Regions from separate parts of the Hordeum vulgare genome. Here region 1 is linked to region 2. Evidence: chromatin contacts called from public Hi-C data. All regions are on one chromosome and are shown on one strand. The core of a region is the stretch at or near the end of the contact, and the rest is flanking DNA. Distances in the headings are between cores, read along the strand shown.

Evidence for each region. Hi-C and Micro-C count contacts between places; a contact is called where the count stands out from the background.
Region 1: a contact with region 2 is called in a Hi-C map of seedling, with 5 times the contacts expected there. The contact joins the promoter of LOC123425799 here to the promoter of LOC123425796 in region 2. A contact is called at or near these places in 1 of 6 Hi-C or Micro-C datasets (seedling) and 1 of 1 datasets of contacts at active chromatin or transcription factors (embryo).

The regions. Positions count from the first base shown.
Region 1 is chr2H:192,991,577-192,994,797 of MorexV3_pseudomolecules_assembly, forward strand. LOC123425799 (histone H2A.4) reads right to left here and starts at 1,649. Exons shown (of 2, transcript XM_045109538.1): 1 at 1,358-1,649; 2 at 586-1,083. The coding sequence starts at 1,546. The coding sequence ends at 865.
Region 2 is chr2H:192,470,680-192,474,295 of MorexV3_pseudomolecules_assembly, forward strand. LOC123425796 (chitin-inducible gibberellin-responsive protein 1) reads right to left here and starts at 2,327. Exons shown (of 2, transcript XM_045109533.1): 1 at 2,153-2,327.

The DNA of each region.
Region 1 (3,221 bases), core at 399-2,898, 520 kb after region 2:
GTACCTCCGATCTCATAGCACGACAAATACATATTGGAGGGAGTATATGCAAACGGTTGAGTAATATACACGTCGATGGAAGAGCTGTCGCGTCGACGGTACACCTGAGATCTCGATCCCTTCGAGACATTGTTACGGCGGTTAATACTGATGCTGGGCAAACAAACGCATCTACCTTCAAACTACTCTGTAGAGCAGGTTTGCCACGGCCAACATAACAGTCGTAAGTTCGTTCAACAGATGATTGCCTAAAGCAATCCTAGGATAAGGTCCGTTGTGGGAGGGATTGATACTAATTTGGAATGAAATTTGTGAAAATATAACGTTGCAGAATGAAATCTATGCAGCACTCGTAAGTCCGTACTTCGATCATTCTGGTCTCATCACAAGAATGGGGGATGGAAATTGGTTACATATCATTTGTTCCACCAGAAACACATAATATTTATAAAAACACGATGTAATTATGTACTACCAAAAGCCAATGAAATATTGGCAAACAATTAGCCAGAGCATGGAACATTTGATTCATCAGGCGAAACAAAGAACAGATAAGACAAACGAAGAGGAACAGAATTGGCAATATGCTTAAAGTTCAGATCCTTTCAATTTCTTCAACCATGGAAACCGGATAAGATCAAGCAGGATTACATCTGAGTTTAAACACTCGATAATTTCTTTGGCATATTCACAGCCATAGGATTGAAGCAACTAATCCGACCACCAACTAGAAATTCCTAATACCAAACCATCCGGACTCTTCTGAAAACCAAGACACTAAATCCTAGGAAACAAGAAACTCCTCCCTCTTTGTGATGCAAATGTAATCCATGACTGGGGTGGCAGTGATGAAAAGGGCGGGCCTCAGTTGTCGTCGTCATCGACGGTGGAGGCCTTGGAAGAAGAGGCCTTCTTTGGGAGGAGGTGCTGGTGGATGTTGGGCATCACACCGCCACTGGCAATGGTGGCACCGCCAAGCAACTTGGTCAACTCCTCGTCATTGCGCACAGCGAGCTGGATGTGGCGGGGCACGATACGGGTCTTCTTGTTGTCCCTGGCGGCATTGCCGGCCAGCTCCAGAACCTGGATAGAAGGGGGAGAACGACAAGATTAAAACAAGCAGCAACCAATGCAATGGATATACTATATGAAAGCGCATCTTCGCACCCAAGAAACCCTATCCTAACGATTTGGGACAGGTAAATAACTCCAATATTGACGGATTGCTACTAACTGACGGTACGGTTCTAAACAGATCTAAGAATAGCCCAGATTTATCGGAACCGCGACGGAACCGGATCAAGTAATAGAATACCGAGAGACCGAGGGCAAGGATTGAGATCCGGGAGAAACGAACCTCAGCGGCGAGGTACTCGAGGACGGCGGCGAGGTAGACAGGGGCGCCGGCTCCGACGCGCTCGGCGTACTTGCCGGCCTTGAGGAACCTGGCGATCCTGCCAACTGGGAACTGCAGCCCGGCCTTGGAACTCCTCGACGTCGCCTTCTTGACAGCGCCAGCGCCGATTGCCTTCCCACGGCCGGCCATCTCAGCAACCGAGGAAGAGGGGAACGAAGGGAGGCGCTGCTACGGGAGACGGAACGGGCGAGGGGACAAGAGGCTGTGGAGGCGAAAGAAACGCAGGTGGGAGGAGTCGTTCAGCGCTGGGGAGAATATATAGGAGGGTAGGGACGGGGCGGCAGCGAATGGGCGGCGATCACGCGGATCGCTGTTTAGGGCCGTCGGATGCGCGAGATTGGACGGTGGATGTGAGCGACGGGGCCGCGAGGGTTCGGATCCGGAAGCGGCGGGAGGACGTGGGCATATGGGGCGGGGAAGATTTTCGTTTTGGACCTTCCGCGGCAGTCCAGGCCTGTATGGGCATCGACGGAGTGGTCACGTGTTTTAAAAAAATTATATAGCCCACCTGTCAGTCTTATTTCTTCTCCAGTAAAGATAAGATGTGTGCTTGCTCCACCGATAATGTAACTTTTTTCTTAAAAAAATGTAACTTTTTTTGATCAACAATAATGTAACTATGGAGTACAAGTTCCGCTTATACAAACATAATATGAAATTAAAATTAATGGGGCATGACTAGAGTCAAGTGACTAAAGTGGCATCCCGTGTATCTTCCTTACTATTCTTTCTCCTCCATGCACACATCACGTCCACTCTTATATTTCCTCGCCTCTCACCGATGAAGCCTTTCTCACCCTTACGCGTCCTCTTTATAGCATTCTCGAGGACGTTTCCTTCCACGTCACCTTGACAATTGTATCAAGTGAAATTCATCGAGGGTGATTCCTTGAATCAAGGCCGAATCGAGGAATTCGAAACCCTAGTGCGAAAAACAAAATGAGGCCCTAACATTTAAAAATATATATGATAACGCAAACATAATCTCTTAATTATGTAATTATAATTTATGCTATTTCATACAATGTTTAGAAAATTCTCAAGTATCTATACAAAATACTAAAACCAATAAACTAACCTCATGTCTATTAAAAACTGTCATCCGTCTTGTGTTCCTCAAAATACAATTTTCAATTACATCTTCATAATTAATATTCTCCAATATATCATTTTTCAAGTGCTATTGTGGTCAAACCATTCAGTCTTTTTATGTCATAGTAGAACGCAAGGACGATAGGACCGATGAGCTCACATGAAATATACGCTTGTGACTTGTATAGATAGTTCAAAATACTCAGAATCGTATATTACCTTGATTTTTGACTTGGACGATAGAACAAGCAACTACCGAAAGTCTCGAATCAGTGACTACTTGTGAACTTGAACGCTAGACAAAAATAGTTCCAAAACATATTAGTTAAATATCAACTCAACTTTGTAATTTGTAATTTGTGTCAAAATTAGAGAAAAGGAATGAGCGTGGAGACTATGGATAGGGAGGGCACCACACGAGTTGGTCTTTCGTTCCTCACTTCCTTGGGCGGCACTGCGGCACAGCTCCAATGTCGTCGTCGGCGTCCGGCACTCGAAAGTTAGGTGGAATTCGCCAAAACCATAAGTTCTCCGCTTCCGCAAAGTGATTGCCGCCAGCGCCTAGCCGATCTAATTCGAAACGCAAGAAGACGAGATGCGGGGTATAGAAGCGGAACTATGGAAGTTACGGTGCGCTTGGGCTATCGTTTCGTCTAGGATACGAGCAATCTAGGCATCTACCGAATAGCGATCCACCTCGTCTAATTAGGAC
Region 2 (3,616 bases), core at 1,077-3,576:
ACAGGTGAGAAACCATAAACATTGCAAAACCCAGCACTACAGAGGGTATGCAATTCTATATCCAAGAACTTCCATGCTAGCCAGATTCAAGAGCATAGACAGTATCTGGTGATATGTGGGACAACATGAACCAACTAAACTAATATAACACTCCAAGCTCACATATGTGCATTCATATGGGTTGATTCCAACAATAAACTTAACATGACATTCCAATTCATTATGATCATAAAGTATTAACAGTGATAGTACTGTACCTTTCCTTTGGAAAAAATAACAGTATTGGTAAATTTTGCATCAAGATGGTAATTTGAGTGGCATTTTCTGAAACAGAATACATTTTCTAGTCCAACCTAAGATGAAAGTTTTAAGTTGGAAGTAGCAAAAATGATACTAAAATAAGCGAGAGCCCATTAATACAAGAATAAAATCCCTACTAACAGTGATCAATGACATCTGAGACTCTCACGGACCAAACACTAAATACACAAGAGCAAGTTCTCTTTAATTTGTCTGCTTGCCTTTCCTCTATGCATATTATACAGATTTAACAAGTAGTTCTCCAAATTCTGCATAAATCCAAATCATTCTCTGTCAAATGTCCCCATCATCTACCTACAAATCTTAAAGGATCTATCCTTCTCCTCAAGCTTAAAGGACAACCACATGTGTCAAATTCTAGCAAGGCAAGCAATGAAAGGATCTTCAATCATGAGTCTGCCAATGGAAACTAGAGGACTATAGCGGCACAATTAATGAAGAAAGGAACATGCTCAAGTATCAATCTAGACAGGAACGTGCTCAGGTATCAACCTGTCCAGAAGATCCAGCACGACTAAGAGGTTTGGAGAACAAACAACAGGACAAACTAACATTTCTTACAGCTCCCTTCAGCGCGCCCATTGACCACCCTTCACGATTAAGACATGCAACCATGAGCATTCTCTAGTTGGTTTAAGAGAACTGACCCACTGTTTGGTCACCGATCCTTCAGTGAATGCACGACTGAGACCAATGTTCAGCGGACCCTAAGATTCTCTAGTTGGTTGAAGACGATTGACCAGCCTTGTTGGTTTGACTATTGGTCCGTAGCTCTTCCTATGAATTCCCAAGATGGAACCCCCCCCCACTAGCAACAAGAAGTTTGACCACTCAGACCGTGTGGAATCAGCAGCACCTTTCATCACTCACACAAGAAGCCAATTTGTGTAACATGTGTAGTAGGCTAAGCTGCTAAGGGTAGCTAAAATCGTAGTATTGATTATTGGATATTAAGTTAGTGACGCACTCTCAAGGACCAACCTCGATTCGTTCATCTATTGGGGCACTTTGCCTGGTAAGGGAGTTCTTTTTCCATGAATCGTCTTCAGGAAAGGCAGGTCCAATTGACTCGTCAATCAAGCGAAACATAAGATTTTTTTTTCCGAGGTGTATATGTCCCAATCAAGGAGGCAGATAGATCCTGTGGTTCCTCCCCGGGAAAATTAGTTTAGACTAGTTGGAGCTACCGCATCAATCTACTACTGTATGCCTGCCTCCATGTTTCCATAAACCAGAGGCAGCGATGGTTCCATTTCTAACATGAGAATCACTAATTTGGCGACGAAATTAACTAACTCTGGAATAATAAATTCCGGGCACAAGTCCAGGCAAGTAACATAAAAGTACATCTCGCACGGATGAGCGCCCATCAGACGAACCATAAGTAGGCCATGCCCACCTAGACCTAGGAGCCAGCCAGTATAAAATTAGGAACAAAATGCAACAGTAGCCTCCAGAGCGGAAGCGGAGCAGGATCAACTCCTTCGTCCCCGAAATGGAGGTCATCCGTGGAAGCTAGAAGCGAAATGCTCTCAGCCGAGGCCTTTGGCAGGTCGAATTGGCTCAAACCAAGACGAATCCCCAACTGATTCGTCAGCTAGACACCACTCACCCGAACCACCAAACCCCGTCCAACAGCCCATCTCATCGCCGAACGAGAGCCCGGAACCCGCCCAGGATCCCACCTTCGCCCTCCCGAACTATGGAATCAAACCCGAAATAGCCAGGCAAAAAACACCCAAAAAAAGCACAGCAATTCAGCGGCTTCCGGCAAAAATCAGTCGCACAGCAGGCACGGAAGCCGACGAGGTACGAGGACGGGAGCTCTCACCTCCTCCGATCTGCACGGCCGGCCCGGCGCCTCGATCCACCTCCAGCAATCTCCCTCCCTTTCTCTCTCGCTTTTCTTCTCTCTCTCTTGTGGTTCTCGTGTCCTAGTCCCTTCTCTCTTTGCGCCCCCTCCCTCTTTTCGTGTGCGCGATAATTAATATCTATCACAAGCAAGACGGCGAGCGAGAGAGAAATAAATAAATCCCAAAGTGCCACGGCTTTATATGCCCCCGGCTCCGAGCAGACGGCGACCGTGCGCGCCTGACGCCGTCTCCCCGGTCAGCGCTCCCGCGTCCTGACGCCGTGGCTTCCGCGCCCTTCACGCCGTTACGGGCGGAGGCACGGGCCCCGTCGGATGAGGATCGGACGCTCCACCGAGCCGACGCGCAGTCACGTGCGGCGCGCGGCGAGGTGCCACGACACGCGTGACGCCGGCAGCACGGACACGCGGTCTCGCGTTTGACCTCACGCGCAAGGAGGTTTGAACGGTCCGCGGCCGTGCGATCGGGATCCGAGGGTGGGCTGGCCATCGTGTGTGTGGCCCGGGGGCTTCGGCGGTTCGCGGATGGATGCTTGCTTGGCCCGCCCGTCCGTCCGATGAGACGGGGCTGCGGGAGATAAGATGGTGACGTGGGCCCCGTGCGTTGGCGCGGGGACCACCGCGAGGAAGACGACGGAGGAGGGTGATGTGGGATGCGCTCCCGCTTTTGCCTCGGTGGTTTCCATTTCGATGGGAGAATGTGATGCCTCTTTTTTTTCCTCCGGTACAAGAAATGCGATTGGCCTGCTGCCTACTTTCCACTTTCTTTTCTCAGTATTTTTCCATTACTGCAAACTCCAACGCAAGTGGTAAATTTTAAAAATGTGCAAGCAGTATTTTTTTTTTGTGATAGGGATCGTGTACGTTTTTTACTGGATTTTATGCACTGTGCAATGGCTACGGAGATGTGACATGTAGTTCAAACGCACCCAGTAAGGTAGCTAGTTATCCGTACGTAAGAAAGTTTGCCACCAAATGTGAGCTCCAGGTCTGAACAAAGCAAGAACGTAGGCTGGCTTCTAGAAGGACGCTGGGCACGATGCAAACTTGCTGCGACTACCCGCGTTCTTAAACTTTAAGGAAGGAAGGAACAGCTGTGAATGGGCCGCACCCCATGAACTCCCCTGGGGCCCGTCGTCGTCCTATTGGAACCTAGTGGGCTTATTCTACTGGATGAGCAGGCCACTGACGTCTCACCTGATGCGGATTCGATGCGCGAGAACGAACGATGATGGGTGCTCAGTGCTCTGAAAACCTTCTATGATCTCCTTTCTAAATTATTTTTGCAGCGGCATGCGCGAAGCTGCCACCAAAAACACGAATCGACTTTTTTATAAATATAATGCTGAGAGACATGGAGAAAGAGAAAAGGTACGCTTTGGCTTTGTGAAGTGGTGTCACACCAAGGCTAAACTAACTGTGCAG